6 separate regions of the Mus musculus genome follow, and regions 1, 2, 3, 4 and 5 are each linked to region 6. A link is a contact called in public HiChIP or PLAC-seq, Micro-C and promoter capture Hi-C data. All regions are on one chromosome and are shown on one strand. Each heading gives the region's core, a stretch centred on a gene start, on an enhancer-like site or on the middle of the called end of the contact. The rest is flanking DNA. Distances are from core to core; before and after follow the strand shown.

The links. Promoter capture Hi-C pulls out the DNA fragments that hold promoters and counts their contacts. A called contact is a pair of places that touch in the nucleus more often than the background predicts. HiChIP or PLAC-seq counts read pairs in DNA pulled down with a chosen protein or histone mark.
Region 1: an H3K4me3 HiChIP or PLAC-seq map of embryonic stem cells shows a contact between it and region 6, with 9 times the contacts expected there. The contact joins the promoter of Ppil1 here to the promoter of Stk38 in region 6. A contact is called at or near these places in 7 of 39 promoter capture datasets (the C10 cell line, cranial neural crest, embryonic stem cells and 4 more), 2 of 484 Hi-C or Micro-C datasets (the G1E-ER4 cell line and embryonic stem cells), 23 of 115 datasets of contacts at active chromatin or transcription factors (the 230-238 cell line, CD8 T cells, the HPC-7 cell line and 15 more) and 4 of 9 other capture datasets (adipose tissue, embryonic stem cells, liver and 1 more).
Region 2: an HNF4G HiChIP or PLAC-seq map of pancreatic cancer cells shows a contact between it and region 6. The contact joins the promoter of Mapk13 here to the promoter of Stk38 in region 6. A contact is called at or near these places in 4 of 39 promoter capture datasets (HPC-7-derived erythroid cells, hippocampal neurons, liver and 1 more), 10 of 484 Hi-C or Micro-C datasets (the AML12 cell line, the G1E-ER4 cell line, cerebellum and 5 more), 7 of 115 datasets of contacts at active chromatin or transcription factors (T-cell acute lymphoblastic leukemia, bone marrow-derived macrophages, embryonic stem cells and 2 more) and 3 of 9 other capture datasets (adipose tissue, embryonic stem cells and pancreatic islet).
Region 3: a contact with region 6 is called in a Micro-C map of embryonic stem cells, with 4 times the contacts expected there. The contact joins the enhancer-like site here to the promoter of Stk38 in region 6. A contact is called at or near these places in 9 of 39 promoter capture datasets (the 3T3-L1 cell line, cranial neural crest, hippocampal neurons and 5 more), 6 of 484 Hi-C or Micro-C datasets (the AML12 cell line, the G1E-ER4 cell line, embryonic stem cells and 1 more), 8 of 115 datasets of contacts at active chromatin or transcription factors (T-cell acute lymphoblastic leukemia, bone marrow-derived macrophages, embryonic stem cells and 1 more) and 2 of 9 other capture datasets (adipose tissue and embryonic stem cells).
Region 4: an H3K27ac HiChIP or PLAC-seq map of embryonic stem cells shows a contact between it and region 6, with 9 read pairs. The contact joins the enhancer-like site here to the promoter of Stk38 in region 6. A contact is called at or near these places in 5 of 39 promoter capture datasets (the HPC-7 cell line, hippocampal neurons, liver and 2 more), 3 of 15 datasets of contacts at CTCF or cohesin (CD8 T cells, the G1E-ER4 cell line and the NIH/3T3 cell line), 10 of 484 Hi-C or Micro-C datasets (the G1E-ER4 cell line, the HL-1 cell line, bone marrow-derived macrophages and 3 more), 14 of 115 datasets of contacts at active chromatin or transcription factors (the 230-238 cell line, the HPC-7 cell line, the SCID.adh cell line and 8 more) and 3 of 9 other capture datasets (adipose tissue, liver and pancreatic islet).
Region 5: a contact with region 6 is called in a promoter capture Hi-C map of the SN4741 cell line, with 4 times the contacts expected there. The contact joins the promoter of Cpne5 here to the promoter of Stk38 in region 6. A contact is called at or near these places in 12 of 39 promoter capture datasets (the C10 cell line, the HPC-7 cell line, the SN4741 cell line and 9 more), 1 of 15 datasets of contacts at CTCF or cohesin (large pre-B cells), 3 of 484 Hi-C or Micro-C datasets (the G1E-ER4 cell line, embryonic stem cells and pre-B cells), 13 of 115 datasets of contacts at active chromatin or transcription factors (the 230-238 cell line, the HPC-7 cell line, the SCID.adh cell line and 8 more) and 3 of 9 other capture datasets (adipose tissue, liver and pancreatic islet).

The regions. Positions count from the first base shown.
Region 1 is chr17:29,262,688-29,265,513 of GRCm38.p6, reverse strand. Ppil1 (peptidylprolyl isomerase (cyclophilin)-like 1) reads left to right here and starts at 1,543. Exons shown (of 4, transcript NM_026845.4): 1 at 1,543-1,642. The coding sequence starts at 1,587.
Region 2 is chr17:28,768,067-28,771,138 of GRCm38.p6, reverse strand. It overlaps Mapk13 (mitogen-activated protein kinase 13), which reads right to left and starts at 1,822. Exons shown (of 12, transcript NM_011950.2): 1 at 1,611-1,822; 2 at 999-1,128. The coding sequence starts at 1,729.
Region 3 is chr17:28,786,231-28,788,992 of GRCm38.p6, reverse strand. No RefSeq gene overlaps it. Among named protein-coding and RNA genes, the nearest start is that of Brpf3, 14 kb to the left of the region's middle. Within about 2 kb of position 1,317, at least 12 of the 459 cell types and tissues checked have an H3K27ac peak or open chromatin away from gene starts, as enhancers often do. A contact at or near this core is called in embryonic stem cells and stem cell-derived epiblast-like cells, where this site is marked.
Region 4 is chr17:29,158,581-29,161,335 of GRCm38.p6, reverse strand. Cpne5 (copine V) reads left to right here. Exons shown (of 21, transcript NM_153166.2): 18 at 124-226; 19 at 960-1,017; 20 at 1,311-1,384; 21 at 2,096-2,755. The coding sequence ends at 2,314. Among named protein-coding and RNA genes, the nearest start is that of Rab44, 46 kb to the right of the region's middle. Within about 2 kb of position 1,420, at least 25 of the 459 cell types and tissues checked have an H3K27ac peak or open chromatin away from gene starts, as enhancers often do. A contact at or near this core is called in embryonic stem cells, where this site is marked.
Region 5 is chr17:29,236,289-29,239,341 of GRCm38.p6, reverse strand. Cpne5 (copine V) reads left to right here and starts at 1,552. Exons shown (of 21, transcript NM_153166.2): 1 at 1,552-1,729. The coding sequence starts at 1,635.
Region 6 is chr17:29,006,525-29,009,382 of GRCm38.p6, reverse strand. Stk38 (serine/threonine kinase 38) reads left to right here and starts at 1,388. Exons shown (of 14, transcript NM_134115.3): 1 at 1,388-1,672.

The DNA of each region.
Region 1 (2,826 bases), core at 294-2,793, 260 kb before region 6:
TTTTCTTCTGCTGTATGGGTCCCAGGTTGAATTCAGGTCTTCAGGTTTGGAAGCAGGTAACTTTACCCTCTGAGCCACCTTTCCGGTCCAAGAGACTGTTTTTAAAAATAATTTTCCTTAATCATGAAAAATGTCATTCTTAGGGATGGAGAAATGGTTCAGGTGCTCTGTTCCTAACCTCCATATGCCAGCTAGAGCCTGCATGTAATTCCAGTTCTGGGGGATCTGACACACTCTTCTGGCCTCTGTGGGCTCCTGTGTGCCCATACAAACCCAGATACACACACACACACACACACACAAAATAAATAAAAAATTAAAGTCTTTTTTATTTATCTGATCTTTAATGGGAGAGCCTCCCCAGAGTGTTCACCCACAGCTCTGTTGGCCTGTAAGTAAGTACCTTGCACACTACGGTTCAGATTGCTTCTCTTTAATATGCATTGCTCAATTTTCTGAAGAGCCGTAGGTTGTTAAGAGTAAGCATTTGCTCAATTTTTGCTTTGCTGTGCAGGAAGTGGGTGGGTGGGAGGGTAGATGCATCTTAGAACTCAGGAAGTCTTGTAAATATTTTCCTACTTCTTTGTTGTTAATTATGGGATGTTCAATATAAAATATACATTTCCCTCGTGGCTCACTGAACTTGGAGAGAGCTATTTGGGCTAGACTGGATGGCTAGCCAGCTCCCTGGATTCTTCCCCATGGTCTCTGCTTTCCCGGTTGCTGAGGCCGCAAGTGCATATCTACCTGGCATTTGCATGGGTCCTAGGGACCTAAATTCAAGTACTTTACCCACTAAGCCCTGTTAGGCAAGCCGTCTACTAACTGGCCTGCATTTCCAGCTCCAAGGATACCTCTCTGAGTAGTCCTAGCTATCCTGAAACTCGCTCTGTAGAAGAGACCTTGTACAGGCCTTGAACTCTGAGATCCCCCTGCCTCTGCCGCTCCAGCGCTGGGGGCGTGCACCACTATCTCCTGGGACAGTCATTTTAAGCTTTGTCTCTCTTCCCAGCCTTTTCCTCTTTCCACATGCTCTTTGCTTTTGGAGTCTGTGGGATCAGATTTGCCATGTGGCACTTAACGGCGGAGTCTCAGTTTTCTCCGCTGAAAAACGGGACTCCTGTCATCCACAGGATTGCTTTAAGGAATAGACGCTGGGCGTGGTGGTGCACGCCTTAAATCCCAGCACTCGGCAGACAGAAGCAGGCAGATCTTTTTGAGTTCAAAGCCAGCCAGGGGCATCACCCAAGTCTGGGAACTAGGAAATTCTCCAGCCCTCCAATCAGAGTGAAGAAGGTTGTTCCCGCCTTCCGCGCCAAAACAGACCAATCACTGTTCCGGAGCGTGGCGCGAATCGCCCCTGGAGAATCTTGCACTTGTCTGAGTTCCTGCACTGAGCATTTCGACTTGCAACCCTCTTCCCAGCCTAGAAAGAAGGATCCTTCGTCATTCTTGTCCCAGCGCCCTAAATCCTGTCAAGCAAACGGGCGGATCGGCGGGAACCGGAAGTGTGTGCCCAGGGGCGGGTCCCGGGTTAACTCCGCCGGAAGTAGTGATTGCTAGCGGGGGGGATACCTTCGCTCAGCATGGCGGCGATTCCCCCAGACACCTGGCAGCCGCCCAACGTCTACCTGGAGACTAGGTGAGGGTTGGAGGTGGGGGAGGAATTGGTGGAGGGGACGCGGGTTCGTGCCGCAGTGGCCGGCCTGACTCGCAGGTTGCCCGCACGCACAGAGCTGCGGCCGGGAGTACCTGTAAGTTCTGAAGGGACCTCAGGGGAGCCCCTCCAACATCCCGGAGACCTCGACGATTTCTATCTGCTGTCCTTTCCCCACGACGTTTATTAGTTCATTTACCTATATCCACCTTCCATCTTCATTCATTCATTCACTCACTCACTCATTTTTTTTCTCAACAAGTGTGTGTTGATCACACAAGCCATGCGCGTAGGACCTGGATTTTTGAAAACACAAATCTGGATTATGGTGAAGGAGACAGATGTGTAAACATCACGGGACAAGTAGAGTTGTCTGAACAAATTTCTTTGGAAGTAGAAGAAAATTTATTTTCTCCAAAATCCAAGAGTGATCTTTGAGCTGGGGATGCCCGAGGCCCCAAGCTCGGGCTACAGCACCATATATACTCGGTGTGGTTGCACAAGCCTGTAATCCTAGCACTCTGGAGGTGGAAGCAGGAGGATCAGAAGTCCAGGGGCTGGGCTGGGCTGGATAGAATAGACTGCTTACCTAACATTCTATTATATTTATATTAATATATAAAATTAAGCCACCTCCTAGTGCCTTGCCTCCCTTGTGTGTGATTGCGCTCAGTTTACTATTGCTAGCAGCTCCTGTCCCGAAGGCTTTGTATCACACACACCCCTCCAGTTTTAGCAGAGAAATGGTGCATTTTATAGATTTACCTGCAACCTGGTTTTCATACTGATTGAAGGGAACCCTGCTTGGAGCCTGGTCTGCCCTGTCTACTGACTTGAGCCCCATTTTGTCTGCCCTTGGCTCCTGAGTGTAGACATTAGGAAGGCACGCACCACTGCTCTCGCTCCCAGTTCTACAGAGTGCTCACATTGCTGGACCTCCTGAACCTGGGCCATACAGATTCTCCCCAGAGCTCAGTGGGTAATGTACAGCAGGAGCCCCCTGCCTTGTTTTATCCTTAAAGGCACTAAGAGAAGAGAATAAAAGCACTCGTATGGGTGTATGTGGACATTTGAAGTAACCAGCCTATTTGCTTTACACATTCTCTTTAGATTTGATTTTTTTTAAAGATATATTTATTTATTTTATTTATATGAGTACACTGTACCTG
Region 2 (3,072 bases), core at 573-3,072, 240 kb after region 6:
GAGGGTGCGCTGCCAACGCCATTCTTCCCTGTCCTGAGGGTCTCAGCCACCCAGGGCCACCATCCAGGTCACCCTCTGCTACGGAAGGTGGCCCCAGCTGGCATGGGAACAGTTTGGGGGCCCAGGCAGAAGAGGACATTTGCCTGGGCTGGAGAGATGGCTGAGAACAAGGTAAGTTTGATCCCAAATTTGGGGTTTGGGGTGAACAGTCCCACTTGTAACTAACAAATCTTGAGGGTCAAGGGGGGAAGAGGAGAGAAGGATGAGAACTCCAGGTCCTTGGGACTCTGGACCTCAGCTCTAGCCTTGGACCCCGGGTCTCTAGCCACATCTGTCAGTCTGTCCAGAGCTAGAGGCAAGTCCCCTCCACCTCGAAGCTGGAGGCCACTGAGGAAAGGTTATCTGAAAGGATTAGGGTTCACGATGTACAAGGCTCTATTTGAAATGGACCCTAGCCCTTCTGCCTGGCCCAGAGCTGGGTCACGGGGTCTGTTTCCATCAGACAGGATGGTCAAATGGTCAGGCACCAGGCTCTGCCTCCCGCCCCTTCCAACCTCAGCTCTGCCGCTGCAGAACCGGGGAAACCTTTCTGTGCCTTGGCATGTGTTACGGAGAGGATTATAAAAGTTAGCCAGCCCCCACCCCCGCATGCATTAAATACTCAGTATTTATTGTTAGACTTAGAGTGGCCAGAATGGAGGCAGCTTTAGCTCAAGTGCCCAGGCTCATCGGACTGGAGTCCTCACAGAACCAATCGCGAAGCTCCCCTGTGCCTACTTCCTCCTCACAATCAAGAAAAGGTTGTGTGTTTTCTGGGAAGCGAGCTGGGCAGGCCCTGGCATCTTCTCATTGGGCTCTCCTTAGAGAGCTGAGAAACCAGGGTGGAGCAGAGGAAGTTCTTTCTCCTGGCCCTGCGCGCACGACCCTGGGCAGGCCCCTCCTGGGCCCCTCTCCCTGCCCTCCGATCCCCGGCACATCCACACCCCGAGGCAGCCTACGTTCTCATGGTGCATGTGCTTCAAGAGCAGAAGCTCGCGGTAAGCGCGCTTGGCAAAGATCTCCGACTGGAAGGGCCGGCTCAGCTTCTTGATGGCCACCTTCTCCCCTGTCCGCTTGTCGATGGCCGAGCTGCGGGGTCACAGGCAGGTGAGGGGGAGGGGCGGCGCAAAGGGCCTAAACTGGAGATCCCTCCAGCCCTGTCCTAGGCCACCCCCATTCTGTGCTCCCCAGGCTGGCCGGAGACCAGCAGAAAGAGAGAGAGAGAGAGAGAGAGAGAGAGAGAGAGAGAGAGAGAGAGTGTGTGTGAGTAGGGGGCGACGCCAAGGAAGGGGCGGCAGAGCAAGGAGAGAAGCAGTTCTTGCTGACAGGATGCAGAGCAGGCCAGGAGTCCCTGCTCTGCGATTTGGCAAGTTCCCCTCTTGGGGCCTCATCTGCAACCGCAGGGATCTGTCCCACGAACTCCGAGATCCCTTTTAAAAAGTTACAGCCTTGGAGAACCAGATTCGCCAGCGACTCAACCCACAGGGGCCCCACTGCCACCGGGCTCACTCGGGGAGGCTGCCGAGGGGTGGCCCGTGGCTCCTCTGATTCCTGGGGTCCCCGGGTCTCACCACACCGCTCCATAGGCCCCGCTGCCGACGTGCGCGGGCGCCAGGTAGGTCTTGGGTAGCTCCCAGGCAGTCTTGTTGATGTCCTGCTTGTAGAAGCCCCTTTTCCGAGTGAGGCTCATCCCGGACCCCGTGGTGGCGGTCCTGCGAGGAGGTTGCGGTGGCTGCCCGCGGGCTCCCGGCCCGGGTGTCCCGCCGCGGTCCCCTCCCGCCCCGCGCCCGCTCCTCCCCCGTGGGGCGGCGCACCTGCCGCCTCGCCCAGGTACGTTCCCGCCCCGGCCCGCCCACCGCTCGCCCGCGCTCCGGACTCCGCCCATCACCGGCGAACGCCCCAGGCCCCACCAGCCACCTGCTGCAGGTGCTGAGGGAGGAGGGGGGTGCCCTGCGGGAAAGGGGTGCCTGCGAGGCTGCCTAGAGACTGTAGGAAGAGTTGGGAATGGGGTTAGGGCGCGGGGGGGGGGGCGCTCAACTTGTTGCTAGTTGGGCTAGTTTAAGAAATATACCCTTCACATGTAAGGCGTGGTGGCTCAGGTCTGTACTCAACACAGGAGATAGAGGCAGAGACAGGAGAATTGCTACGATTTTGAGTCCAGTTCAGTACATAGTTCAATGCCAGACTAGGTGAGACCCTGAGGAAGAAGGGAGAGGAGAGACTAGAGAGGAGAGATACAGAGAATGAACAGAGAAGGAAGAGAGGGATAGAAGAAAGGAGGGAGAGATAGAGAGGGTGGGAAGAGAGGGAAGGGGAGAAGAAGGGAGGAAGGGAGGGAGGAAGGAAGGATAGAGAAATAACGTCATTCTTGACTACGCAGTAAACTGGAGACCAGCATAGGTTACATAGTGAGACCCCACAGAAAGATGGAGAGGTTGTTCAGCAGGTTAGAGACTGCACCGCTCTTGAGGATGACCTGAGTTTGGCTTCCAGCACCCAGGTCATCATGCACATAGTTAAACAAAACAAATAAGCAAATAAATAAACAAAAATAGGCATCGTGGTGCACACGCCTTTAATCCCAGCACTTGGAAGGCAGAGGCAGGTGGATTTCTGAGTTTGAGGCCAGCCTGGTCTACAGAGTTCCAGGACAGCCAAGGCTACACAGAGAAACTCTGTCTCAACACCCCTCCTCCCAGAAAACCCTCCGGAGATCCCCAAACAACAACAACAACACAAGAACCCTACAATTCATGGGGTTCTACATGAGCTCCTGTGACCCCAGGACTCTTGTCTTTTCAGTAAGCAGGACTCTCAGATCCTAAGGCTCAGCGACTGACCAGGGCTCAGACTCTATTCCTCTTCCCCATTTTTCTGAAACAAACTCCAGGCATCCAATCCTTCTTCTCATGAGAGATTTGCTGTCTTACACCCAGAGTCGACGGCTGCTAATTCTACAGTCCCCAGAGTTCACAAAGATTTAAACATCCACCGGAGTTTGTTTGATACTGGTGGTGATGGTTTTGTTTTGTT
Region 3 (2,762 bases), core at 68-2,567, 220 kb after region 6:
GAATCTCAACCAAGGTTGAGCCAGTAACTGGGGAATCGTGGGTTTAGCTGCACCCTGCTCTAGTGTCCACCTATAAGGGGTGAGGCGTTCTATCAGACTTAAGCTGTCTCATGGCTGTAGCATCCCTCCTAATGCACTTGCACTGGCAGACCCTGTGGGCTATGCCAGCTAACGCTGCGGCAGCCTGCAATAACTGACCTTTGGGGTTTGAGTTTATTAAGCATGTAGCAAGAAGAAAGGACAGCGAGTAGCACTTAGAAGGACAAACAGACAAACCATCCAAGCAGGAGTTCATGACATCCAGCAGGGATCACAGCAGGGTCCTGACTGAGAGAGCAAACAAAGCGACCAACCGCCAAAAGGCAGCTCTCAGATGTCCAGCAGAGATGATGCACTGGGAGATGGCGCTGGTGTTAGTTCTGGGAATAAACTGCCCCCATCCCACAAGGCATTTTTTACAAGGTGGGAGAAGACATATAGTAACCTCTTTGTAAAACGGAAATTCCTTTTATAAAAACTTCCCTTAGAAAAGATTGCATCTGAGCTGGAGAGACCCTTGGGTAGATAAGAGCACTTGAGGCTTTTACAGAGGACCCTGGTTCAAACCCGAGCTCCACGGGATCCAATGCCCACTTCTAGTTTGGGAGGGCACCCATATACATACAGCGCGCTCGCACATGTGAACACACACACACACTCTTTAAAATGCTATAAAATGAAAAAGAATTATAAAAATTATCTATGTGTATGAGTGGTTTTGCCTGTCAGTATTTCTGTGTGTAAATATTCAATGCCCGTGGAGACCTGAATTAAAAAGCAGTTTCTGGGACCTCGCAAGCCTCTATTCAGGTGCTGGGAACCAAATCTGGGTCCTCTGGAGAAGCAGCCAGTGTTCCTAACCACTGAGCCATGTCTCTAGTCCCTAAGATGCCTTACTTTTTACTTTTTAGCTGTTCTCCAGGTCACAGGGTTTTTAATTTTCTTTAGCTGCTGTTGCAGGATATTTGATCACACTGTGAACCCTGAAATTGTGTTATTTACTAAAAAAACACTGTTTCTAGTTGTAGTGTGGCTCAGCCTTAGCACGCGCGCGCGCGCGCGCGCGCGCACACACACACACAGACACATCTTCAATCCCAAGCATCAAAGTTAGTTTATACAAGGAAGCTCCCATTGTTTGGTTTCAGAACCAGGGTCTGAGGTGCATATTTTACATATCAAAGCAGACCAGACCTCCAGGTTCTCCCAGCATCCCCCAGGCCCTATCGGGCATACCCTGCCCCAACCCTGAACTTTCCAGCCCAGAGGCTGGGCTGCCATTCCCTCAGAGACTCTTCTCTATATAACCCAGTTGAGTTGCATCAGCCAGCAGAGATCAGAGAGAACTGTAGAAGGGTGAGCTTATTCTTACCCTTCGGTCTCAGAGGCTGAAAAGATTCTAGGCCTTAATCAAACTGTATGGAGCTTAGAAGCTTCCAGCTTCCTGGACCGGGCAGAAGGAGGCAGCAAACCTTGGAGATGACAATTACTTCAGGCAAATAAAAGATACTTTTAGCCTGGAGGTGGCACACGCCTTTAATCCCAGCACTTGGGAGGCAGAGGCAGGCAGATTTCTGAGTTTGAGGCCAGCCTGGTCTACAAAGTGAGTTCCAGGACAGCCAGGGAGACACAGAGAAACCCTGTCTCGAAAAACCAAAACGAAAAAAAAAAAAACAAAAAACCAAAAAAACCTTTTATAGCTTGCTGTTTTCTTCTGTTTGCAGAGCCCAGAGATGGGGGTAGGGAGGTGGGGTGTCAGCGGGCCAGGGACAGGAGGTTTGAGAAGGCACTTAAAATAAACAAGCTTAAGTAAGTTAAAGGAGGGCCCCTGGAGGGGGGCAATTTCCCTACCTAATTATTCTAGTTATCTTTTCTCCAGGCTGTGGCAAACTAAAAACCTGGCAAGAGTGACTTAAAGGGAGAAATGGCTTCTTTTAGTGGGTGGTTTGTAAGGATAATCCACCATGGTGGGGAAGTTATGGGGCCAAACCGTTAAGAGGCAGAGACATGCATGCTGGCCCCTGGGTGGAGAGAGATCAAGGTTGGTCCTCAGCTGGCATTGGGACCCCAGCCATGGGAGGATGTTACCCACAATCAGGCTAGATCTCCTGTCCTCAGCTACAGTTAGGGTGGGGGACACCCTAACAGACAAGCCCAGGAGTGTGTCTCCCAAGTCCAGTCACATGGACAAGACTAACTCCCACAATACTGCTCTTATGGTCTCTCTGCCACCTCAGAAATGCCCAACCCCATTAAATGTAGGCATTCCATCCCAGTCCCACGGTCCCACAGCATCTGAGGCATGGAGGTGGCTTTTCAAAGATAATGGTACTGTCCATCAAGACCTCAGGTCTTTGATGAAGTGAGTCAGGTCTGAGGCACAGGGTTACATATGTCTGTTACATAGGAGAAACACTTGCAATGTCTGCTTCTTCCTTGACAATTCCTTCTGTGTTATATTAGGAAACTTCTGGAACATCAGCAGTGTGGTCCATGGCTGGGGAGATGGTTCACTAGGTAGAAGGACTCGCTGTATAAGTAGGAGGGCCTGAGTTCAAATCCTAGGACTCACATAAACAGTCAGGTACGGTTGTATGCGCCTGTAACCCCGGCATGGGCAGACAGAGACAGGAAGCACACAGACACAGACACACACATCACCACTATCATATCGCATACAAAAGTGCTCTGTGGAGTGAGAGGTAGCTCAGATGGTAAGTGCT
Region 4 (2,755 bases), core at 171-2,670, 150 kb before region 6:
GAGGCCCAGACATTTGATTTCCTTTAAGGTCCTACCAGAGAGTTTGGGAGCCTTGTTCAGGGGGCCTGGGCCAGAGGCTCCAGGCTACACCTTTGTGTGCTCACACCACCCCCACTCCCACAGGAACGCCGCAGCTGTGCAGGATGGCTCCCAGTATTCTGTGCTGCTCATCATCACTGATGGTGTCATCTCGGACATGGCACAGACCAAGGAGGCAATTGTAAATGTGAGTGGAGGATGGCGCGCTCTCTCTCTCTCTCTCTCTCTCACATACACACACACACACACACACACACACACACACACACACACACACATGGTTTGAGGGGACTAAAACATCTTGTCCTACCCCTAAGAGAACCCAGGGGTGCTCCTTTTAAAGAACCACAGGGTGGCTTCTTTTCCTGCCCCCCATAATGTTACTGGCCACCCCATAAAGTCATCTGGTTACTCCACAGAGACTGACAGGACACGGAGAGAGTATTAGACAGGGGTTTGGGGAATGGAGATGCCCTGAACCTATGAGAGCTCAGACCTCAGCCACACAGATGACCATGCTCTCTGGGGAGCCCATGACCCCCTCAGCCACCCACCCTAGGCCCCAGCTTGCCTGTCATGTAGCAGAGAGTCTCAGTGAGGAAAGCTCCCTTCCCTAACCTTGACCCATGGTTTCCTCAGAAAAGGGGCCTTAGCCACAGCTGCCTTAGCCCCTCATGGTAGAGCCCTAGCACCAGAGGGAGGAGGTTGCTTTACAGAGGCAGGCAGACCCAGCCCCCCACCACCTCCCCAGCAATTTATCTTCTCTTGATCCGTGTCCTTTCCCTATCCTGTCCCTTGGGGTTCCTTGGGGTCCCCTAACCTTCATTCTCTATCCCTTTGCCCTGCCCTATTTTGTTTGACCCACCCTCCAGTCCCTACCTGTCTGACACAGCTTTTTGCCCCTCCCCTGTTTTTCCCAGGCTGCCAAACTCCCTATGTCGATCATCATTGTTGGCGTGGGCCAGGCCGAGTTCGATGGTGAGTCCAGAGTCCCTTTCCCAGCTGCCTTCTCTTACAGAACCCCATGGCATCCCGTCCCCACCCGCTGGAGCTCATGCCCAGGCATGCATGCAGTCTGGGTAGACTTGTGTGCCTTGAGAGGGTGTGTCAGTACCCATGCAGGTCTCAGCCTCATCCCGAGGTCAGGCTCCTCAACCCAGACAAGGAGCAGGGCCCTAGGTCTCCACCCATTTCTAGTGTTGGGGCAAGGGCCCTGGGCTGGCCTGGGATTGGAGGGATTGATCACACGCACACATCCCTTGTCTCTACAGCCATGGTGGAGCTGGACGGTGATGACGTGCGGATCTCCTCCAGGGGGAAGCTGGCTGAGCGAGACATTGTCCAGGTGAAACAGGCCCCGCCCTTCCGCAGTGCCAGAGCGCCTTTACAGGCATCTCAAGGACAGACACTGGAATCCCTTCCTGGGCCAGTCTTCTCAGGAAGCCCCACCCCTCCCTGCCCTCTAGGAAGTCCCTTCTAACCTGAATGATGCTCCCACGGAATCCAGAGCCCTGCACAGGGAGTCTGTGCCACATGGCCTTCCAGTGGCATGGAGAGCCCTCATAGATGGAGGTGGCACCCTGGATCCTAGGAGGAGGGAGACAGGAAGGAGCCAGAGGTTGGCAGCATTGAGAGGAAGCTGGGTTAGATGTGGGTTTAGACAAGTGTTGGGGTCCTAGGAGACTGAGAGGGTCCCCCTGGAGAGGGGTGGGAAAGGAAAAGGGAGCAAGGAGGCAGGATCTGGTTAGCCTTTCCCAGCATCCCTTGGGAGCAAGGGGGCATGATCCGGTTAGCCTTTCCCAGCATCCCTTGGGAGCAAGGAGGCAGGATCCGGTTAGCCTTTCCCAGCATCCTTTGAGCCTCTGTTCTCCTTGCTAGTCTCCGATGAAGGGCTTGGGTCAGTGTTAGGCCTCCTGTGGAATACAGATGAAGGACTCAGCACAGAGGCATGGCCCATCCCCGGGGAAACTCGCAAAGTGGGGGGGGTTGGATAGAGTGGGTTCTCTGGGAGGGGACCCACGTGCCCCATCTTGACCCCATCTTCCTTGCCTCTCAGTTTGTGCCCTTCAGGGACTATGTGGACCGCACCGGCAACCACGTACTGAGCATGGCCCGCCTGGCCCGGGATGTTCTGGCTGAGATTCCGGACCAACTGGTGTCCTACATGAAGGCACAGGGCATCCGCCCACGCCCGCCACCTGCTGCACCCGCTCAGTCACCCCCACAGTCCCCAGCCCACTCACCTCCTGGATCCCCCGTGCACACGCATATCTGAAGCTGAGAGGACCAAGGGCCTGGAGGGTAGACTGACACCCTATTCTCCTCCTGGTCGGTTTCCCAGACTCTGCTTGGAGGGCCAGCGGGAAATGGGGTGTCAGGGCCTCACCCCACTTCACACCCAAATCCAGGGGACTGTGGTATAGAAGACAAGGGGTACACAGATTCTGGGGCTGAGGGGACCCCCCTAGTCCATGCCGGACAACTCCAAGACTTTCTTATTCTTGCAACCCAGCTGGGCCTCTTCCAGCTCCTGTCTCCTCCTACCCTAGTGTCTAGTGTCCCCAGTCCCATGAGATCCCCTGTCCTGTTTCCAGGGAACCCCAGACTGGTAGACTACCAGGGATGCATGTGACCCTCTTAGGGACTCCATATGTGAGCAGATAGAGCCCCTTTCCTGATCCTCAAAGGCTCAGTGGTATGCTAGAATGTTCTAGAA
Region 5 (3,053 bases), core at 303-2,802, 230 kb before region 6:
AAACAAAACAAACAAAAACCCACAAAAAACAAGCAGAGACTGAGGTGTTCTTTGTGCAGGCCCAACCCAAAAGTGAGTTGTCCCCTCTCCTTCATCCTGGGGGAATCCAGCACCCCTGGCTGTCTGCCCCAGGCAACAGAACTGAGTCCAGCTGATCTGGAGCCCTAGGTAAACAGGAATCACTTGTGCAGGTCCAAGGAAGGTGTTCTGTTTGTCTTCAACTCGGGCTCTGACTGACGTTTTGAAAATTGATTTCAAACGGCGTTCGGGTGCACCTGCTCGGAATGCCCGGCTGCCAGAAGGCCACCACCGATAGCGACAGGCATCCACGATGTATGAGGTGGTGGGTGAGGAAGTTGCCGCTGCTCCGCGCGTCTTGTCTCAGCTAAGCTTACACCGAGGCTGAGGAGGGGCCACGGGTGGATTTGCTGGAGAGGAAACTCCGTGCACAGCTGGCTTGGCGCTGCAACCCCAGGCCCAGAGGGCAGGCTGAGCCTGGGAAGTCTGCCTGAGAGATGCTTTGACGCTCCCCTCGCTTCCCAGTGCAGGGCTCTGAGCCTGGTATACTGGGTTGCTGGTTGCAAAGCCCAGGGAGCTGAGGCCAGCCACTTGGTCTAGTGGAGGAAGCTTCCAGACAGACCCGGGGGTTGGCTCGGCCCCTGTGGTCACGAAGAGAGAAGGAGGAGGAGGACGACGAAGGAGCTGGGTAAAGGTTCAGGCGACTAGCCAAGACCAGGCTTTGCGGACACCAGAGGCAGATGGGCAAGCTCCCACTGACCCACCCTACGTCGGAAACCAGACCAGCCTTCCTGGCACCAGGCTGATCGCCGCCTCCCCAAAAGGAGGTGGAGGGTGGAGGGCTTAGACCCTCCGGTGGCGGTGCGCACACTCAGCCGAGCCCTCTTCCCCGAACCCCGCCTAGACGCTGCCCAAACAGGTGCCCCTTGGACCGTTCCCCTCCCCCAGCACGCAGACCCCGGCTGGACAAGTGGGGTGGGGGAACTTGCGCAGAGGGCGGCGCGCGCCCTGGGACCGTCTCTGGCTGTCGCCAGCCCTGTCCCCGTCATCCGGAGCCGCGTCCCCACGCCTGCCACGCGCGTGCACACACACGCGCGCACACTCACACACTCACACATTGCTCCCACACTCGCCCCGCGCAGACCCCGCCCTGGCCCCGCCCCGGCCCCTGCGGGCGGCCCCTCCGGCGCCCGCGGACCCCGCACGCTGCGCGCGCCTGGCGGGAGGCGCTGGCGGCGACTCAGGGTACATTTGATTTTCCCGCAGTCCAGGGCACCCCGGAGCCGGAGCCCTAGCAGAGGACGTGGCGCTGCGCCCCAAGCCCGAGGCGGCTCAGTCCTCGTCCCCCATCCCCGAGTCCCCACGCCCCCTCAGGGGACCCCTCCCCGCTGCGCCTGGGTTCCCTCGCCGCGCCCCCCCTCCCCGCAGCAGCTCTCGCGCCCCGTTTCTCCTCGGGCCCCCGCTCTCCGCCCTCTTCCCGCTCGCACTTCCCACGCCCCCTCTTCGCGCTCCTCTCCTCCCCTGGCCGCCCAGCCCAGGGCTGCAGCCGCTCCGGAGGAGGCGTGAATCGCGCAGGAATATTGACTAATTTGGGTGGGGTGGGGGGACGGTGGGCGATGGAGCAACCCGAGGACATGGCGTCGCTCAGCGAGTTCGACTCCTTGGCGGGCAGCATCCCGGCTACCAAGGTGGAGATCACGGTGTCATGCAGGTGAGCCGCCCGCGGTTCGGGGGTGGGGGGGGACCCTGCCCCGCCCCTGGGCCGGAATCCCTCTTTCTCTGTAGCTTTCAGCCTTTGCTTAGCGAGCCTGCTTTTCACTGTTCTCGTCTCCCGGGCGCCCCGCTGCCTGTCTTCGGAGACCCCCTGCCCAGCGGCGGGTGGCGATGGCTGAATGGGCAGCCAGGCAGGGGTCAGGTTCCCAGAAAGTTTGCATTCGGAGCTGTTGCTTCCAGGACAGGAGGAAGACACGGAAACAGGGGTCCCAGCAGCAGAGTGGGAAGGGGAGGAGCCGCTCCAGGGTCTCCACTCTGGCTTTCTCCCTGATTTATCTTTCCCCAAAAGGAGAATTGAGAGGGACTGGCGCCATTCCTCCCAGGCATGACCCTCTGTGCCTCCCGTGACCTCCTTTCTCCCCCTACCCTGGCCTTTGCCCCAGCCTTCTCCCTCTCCTCCACTGTCTTAGAACCCAGGATTTGAAAGCCTCTTGCTTTAGCCTCCAGCAAGAAGGATCAACCGGGACAAGAGTCTCAGAGAGCAGGAAGCCTTGCCGAACTTAGGAGTGGTGTGGCGCCATTAAAAACCAGTAACTCTGATGGGAAAATCTTAAGCCAAAGGAGCGAAGGGCTGATGAGGAAGTGTCAGAATCCCCAGGCAAGAGGGGGAGGAAGGAGTTTGTTTTGTAGGCTGCCACCTCCAAGTCCCCAGTAATGCCATACTGGTTGGCCTTCTCTGTGGGGCTGGGCCTCTCAGGTTCTCTTAATAGGCTGCCCCGAGGCTGGACAGGCATGTGGCTGGCCCTAGGCACACTGCTTTGATAGGTTTGTGAAGAACATTGTGGTCCAGATATAACTCACTGGAGGTCCTGGCAATGGCCCATATAGCATTTCCAGAGCCCCATCGCACCCTTGTTCCAAACCACGCACCTTGGCTTTATGGTGCTGTTGGGTCAGATATTGTCCACCTCATCTCTGAGTTACTGAATTGAGACATTGGGCAAGTGTCCATATGTCCCGAGATGCTAGCCTCGGGTGTGAAAGAGGATGGATTCTGGGAAACTGCCTCCTGAGGACTTGAAGTGAGAGCTGCTGAGGTGGTGTCCCCAGCCAGGCTCTCTAGGGGACTACTGCGGTGACTCCCAGATGTGTGTCCATCCCCCACACCTCAGTCCCACACAGAGACAATTTGAACATGCCTTTACTCTGCTGGGAGCTTCCTGATGGCCCATCAGCTCTGTCTCACCTCCTCAGCTGTCAGCAGCTGTTAGCTTGCCCTCCTTCTGCACACAGCCCTGCCTCCCGCCTTCAATCACGCCTGT
Region 6 (2,858 bases), core at 139-2,638:
GGGAAGTAGCAGCAGGCACCACTACCCCTGCTTGGGAATTTATTTTCAAATGAGAGACATGATGTAACCCACATCAGGACTTGAGAGGCTAAGGCAGGAGGATTTCGAGAGTTCAAGGTTTACCCTCAGCAACACGTTGTTTGTGTTACCCTGAGACCCTGAGCTACATAAGACTGTCTCAAAAAAATTTTAAGAGGCAAAAAAAAAAAAAAAAAAAAGTAAAAAAAGTATTAGCAAGATAATGAATTCAATAATTACAATGCAATTAAAAACAAAATCAGCCGGGCGGTGGTGGCGCACGCCTTTAATCCCAGCACTCGGGAGGCAGAGGCAGGCGGATTTCTGAGTTCGAGGCCAGCCTGGTCTACAAAGTGAGCTCCAGGACAGCCAGGGCTATACAGAGAAACCCTGTCTCGAAAAACCAAAAAAAAAAAAAAAAACCAAAAAAAAAAAACCAAACCAAAATCAAAGCGGGGGTGGTGGTGGTGGTGGTGGTGGTGGTGGCGGTGGCACACACCTGCTGTAATCCCAGCACTTGGGAGGCAGAGGCAGGTGGATTTCTGAGTTCGAGGCCAGCCTGGTCTACAAAGTGAGTTCCAGGACGGCCAGGGCTACACAGAGAAACCCTGCCTCGAAAAACAAAAAACAAAACAAAAAAACATAAAAGAAAAGGGAAAATCAGAACACTTACTAGGGGCGGCTTGGGAAGTGACTAACAGGAGGGAGCTCTCTTCTCGCTTGCTCCCAGAGGACTCCTTTCTAGGGAGCCATTCATCGTTTTTTCAGGACTTTAAAACTTTCTAATCGAGGGCACTGGGCTCAGTTCTCTGGAAATCAATGAGAGGCTTTAAGTTGTGCACAATGGAGAGGTGTTAGGTGTGAGAGATCACCTGATCCCAAACAAAGGCACGTTAATCCTTTACAATAACGAAAAATAGGAAGGGCCACGGGTTCCAACAGACTTATGGCCACAATGATCTGAAGTCAAGGAGGATGGGGTAAAACTCAGATTAAATTTCAGAGAACTAAAGACATCATCCAGCGAGTGCACGCCAAATGCTAAATCCCCGTCACGGTAGTTGATTGCATTGGTTTAGTTGATAGAGAGCCAATGTTAATTTCCGGGTGCAGAGCCCGGTGCCTTATGTAAGACCTTGAGGGAAGCTGGGTGGGTGTTGGCTTTTACGGAACTTCCAGGTTTTCGTTTTGTAACTTCTGGCGAGTCTATAATTATTTCAAAAGAAAAAGTAACATAACAAAGGCCAGCTAGTCCAGCCCATCACAAAGCCACCAGGGAGCCCGCCCCGCTCTGCACTCGTAGGGCCTCCTCGGCTAGGCGCAGTCGGGTGAGGGGTGAAATGTGGGCGGGGCGCCGCCGCGCACGCGCAGTCCCGCTGCCCGGCGAGCGCCGCTGGCGGGGGGCGCATGCGCAGTCTCAGCCGCGGCGGCCCCTCTCCACAGTCTGAGGGGGTACCGGGGGAGCCTTGGCCCCTCCGCGCCGCCGTCTTTTCCGGCAGTTGGGGTTCTTCCTTTTGTCCTGTCCTGTCGCGGATCGGCAGCTGCGCTCATTCGGAGTCCCCGGCGTGTCGCGGTCGCTCTGGAGCCGCCCGCACGTCGCGTCTGCGCCGTCTCTGTAGCCGTCGGCCCCGCGCCTCCCTCCCCCCTGGGTCTGGTGAGTGTCTCCCGGCCGTCGCCTCAGGCTTGCCGCCTCGTCCGGCCGTCCCACAGCTCCTGTGCACTCCAGGGCTCCTGTCAGCGTTCTCTCTGTGGTCCCCAGAGCCCCCTTGTCCGTCCCTCTCTTTCTACGCCTCTGTCCTCAACCGGGACAGGCAGCCGCTCCCTCCTTTCCTAGTCGCCAGCTTTGTGTGTCTGCTGCCACCGGCTCGTCCCCTCTGACCTCGGTCAGTACCACTCTGCACCTTAGGATGAGAGAACCAGAGGGTGTCTGCACTTCGAGAGCTCCCCCCACCCCGGGGTAGGTGTGGGACCTTGGAGGCTGTCCCCCTAGTCCGCGATCAGGGGGTACCGGGCTTCCCCTCACCTTAAGATCCCCGCCCGTGGACTGCAGACTGTTAAAATTCGAGAAAAGGGACCGAGCTGGAGGACAGGGAAAAGTGGCAGAAGAGTCGGAGGAAAAGTGTGTCAGAAAGCGCATAACGGCTGCTGCCAGCGGCGCCCTGCAAAGGACCCAGAGACATAGGGGAATCTTGCTCTTTTTCAAGATGAATAGGAAGGTCAGCGGCGTGAAGTAGCTTCACTGCTTCCTCTTCCTTCAGCTCACCTTGGCTGTGAAGTAGCCAGTACATACGGTTTCCCTAAACAAAAAAAACAAAACAAAACAAAACAAAAAAAAACAAACCACATCGCTGCAAGAATAGCTCCCTGCCCCACCCCACCCAAACATCAGATAGCAGCTTCCTCCTAACCCGATGGCTCTGTCCTCAGACTCTGGACAGCACACCAGTGTACACACACACCCACTTCAACATCAGGCATGTTCTCCACTCCCGGGAGTGGACTTCACAAATGGAGCATTTTGTCTGAGATGGGGTCTGAATGTGTACCTATGCCTGGCCTGGAATTTGCTTTGTAGACTAAGGTGGCCTAGAACTCACGGAGATCCTCCTGTCTCTGCCTCCTAAAGGAATATGCCTCCACAGACCAGCCCACTTGTGACTTGTGACTTTACTTTTCTTTCTTCCTTCCTTTCTTCCTTCCTTCCTTCCTTCCTTCCTTTCTTCCTTTTTTTTTTTTTAAAGATTTCTTTATTTATTTTATGTATATGAGTACACTGTAGCAGTACAGATGGTTGTGAGCCTTCATGTGGTTGCTGGGAATTGAATTTAGGACCTCTGCTC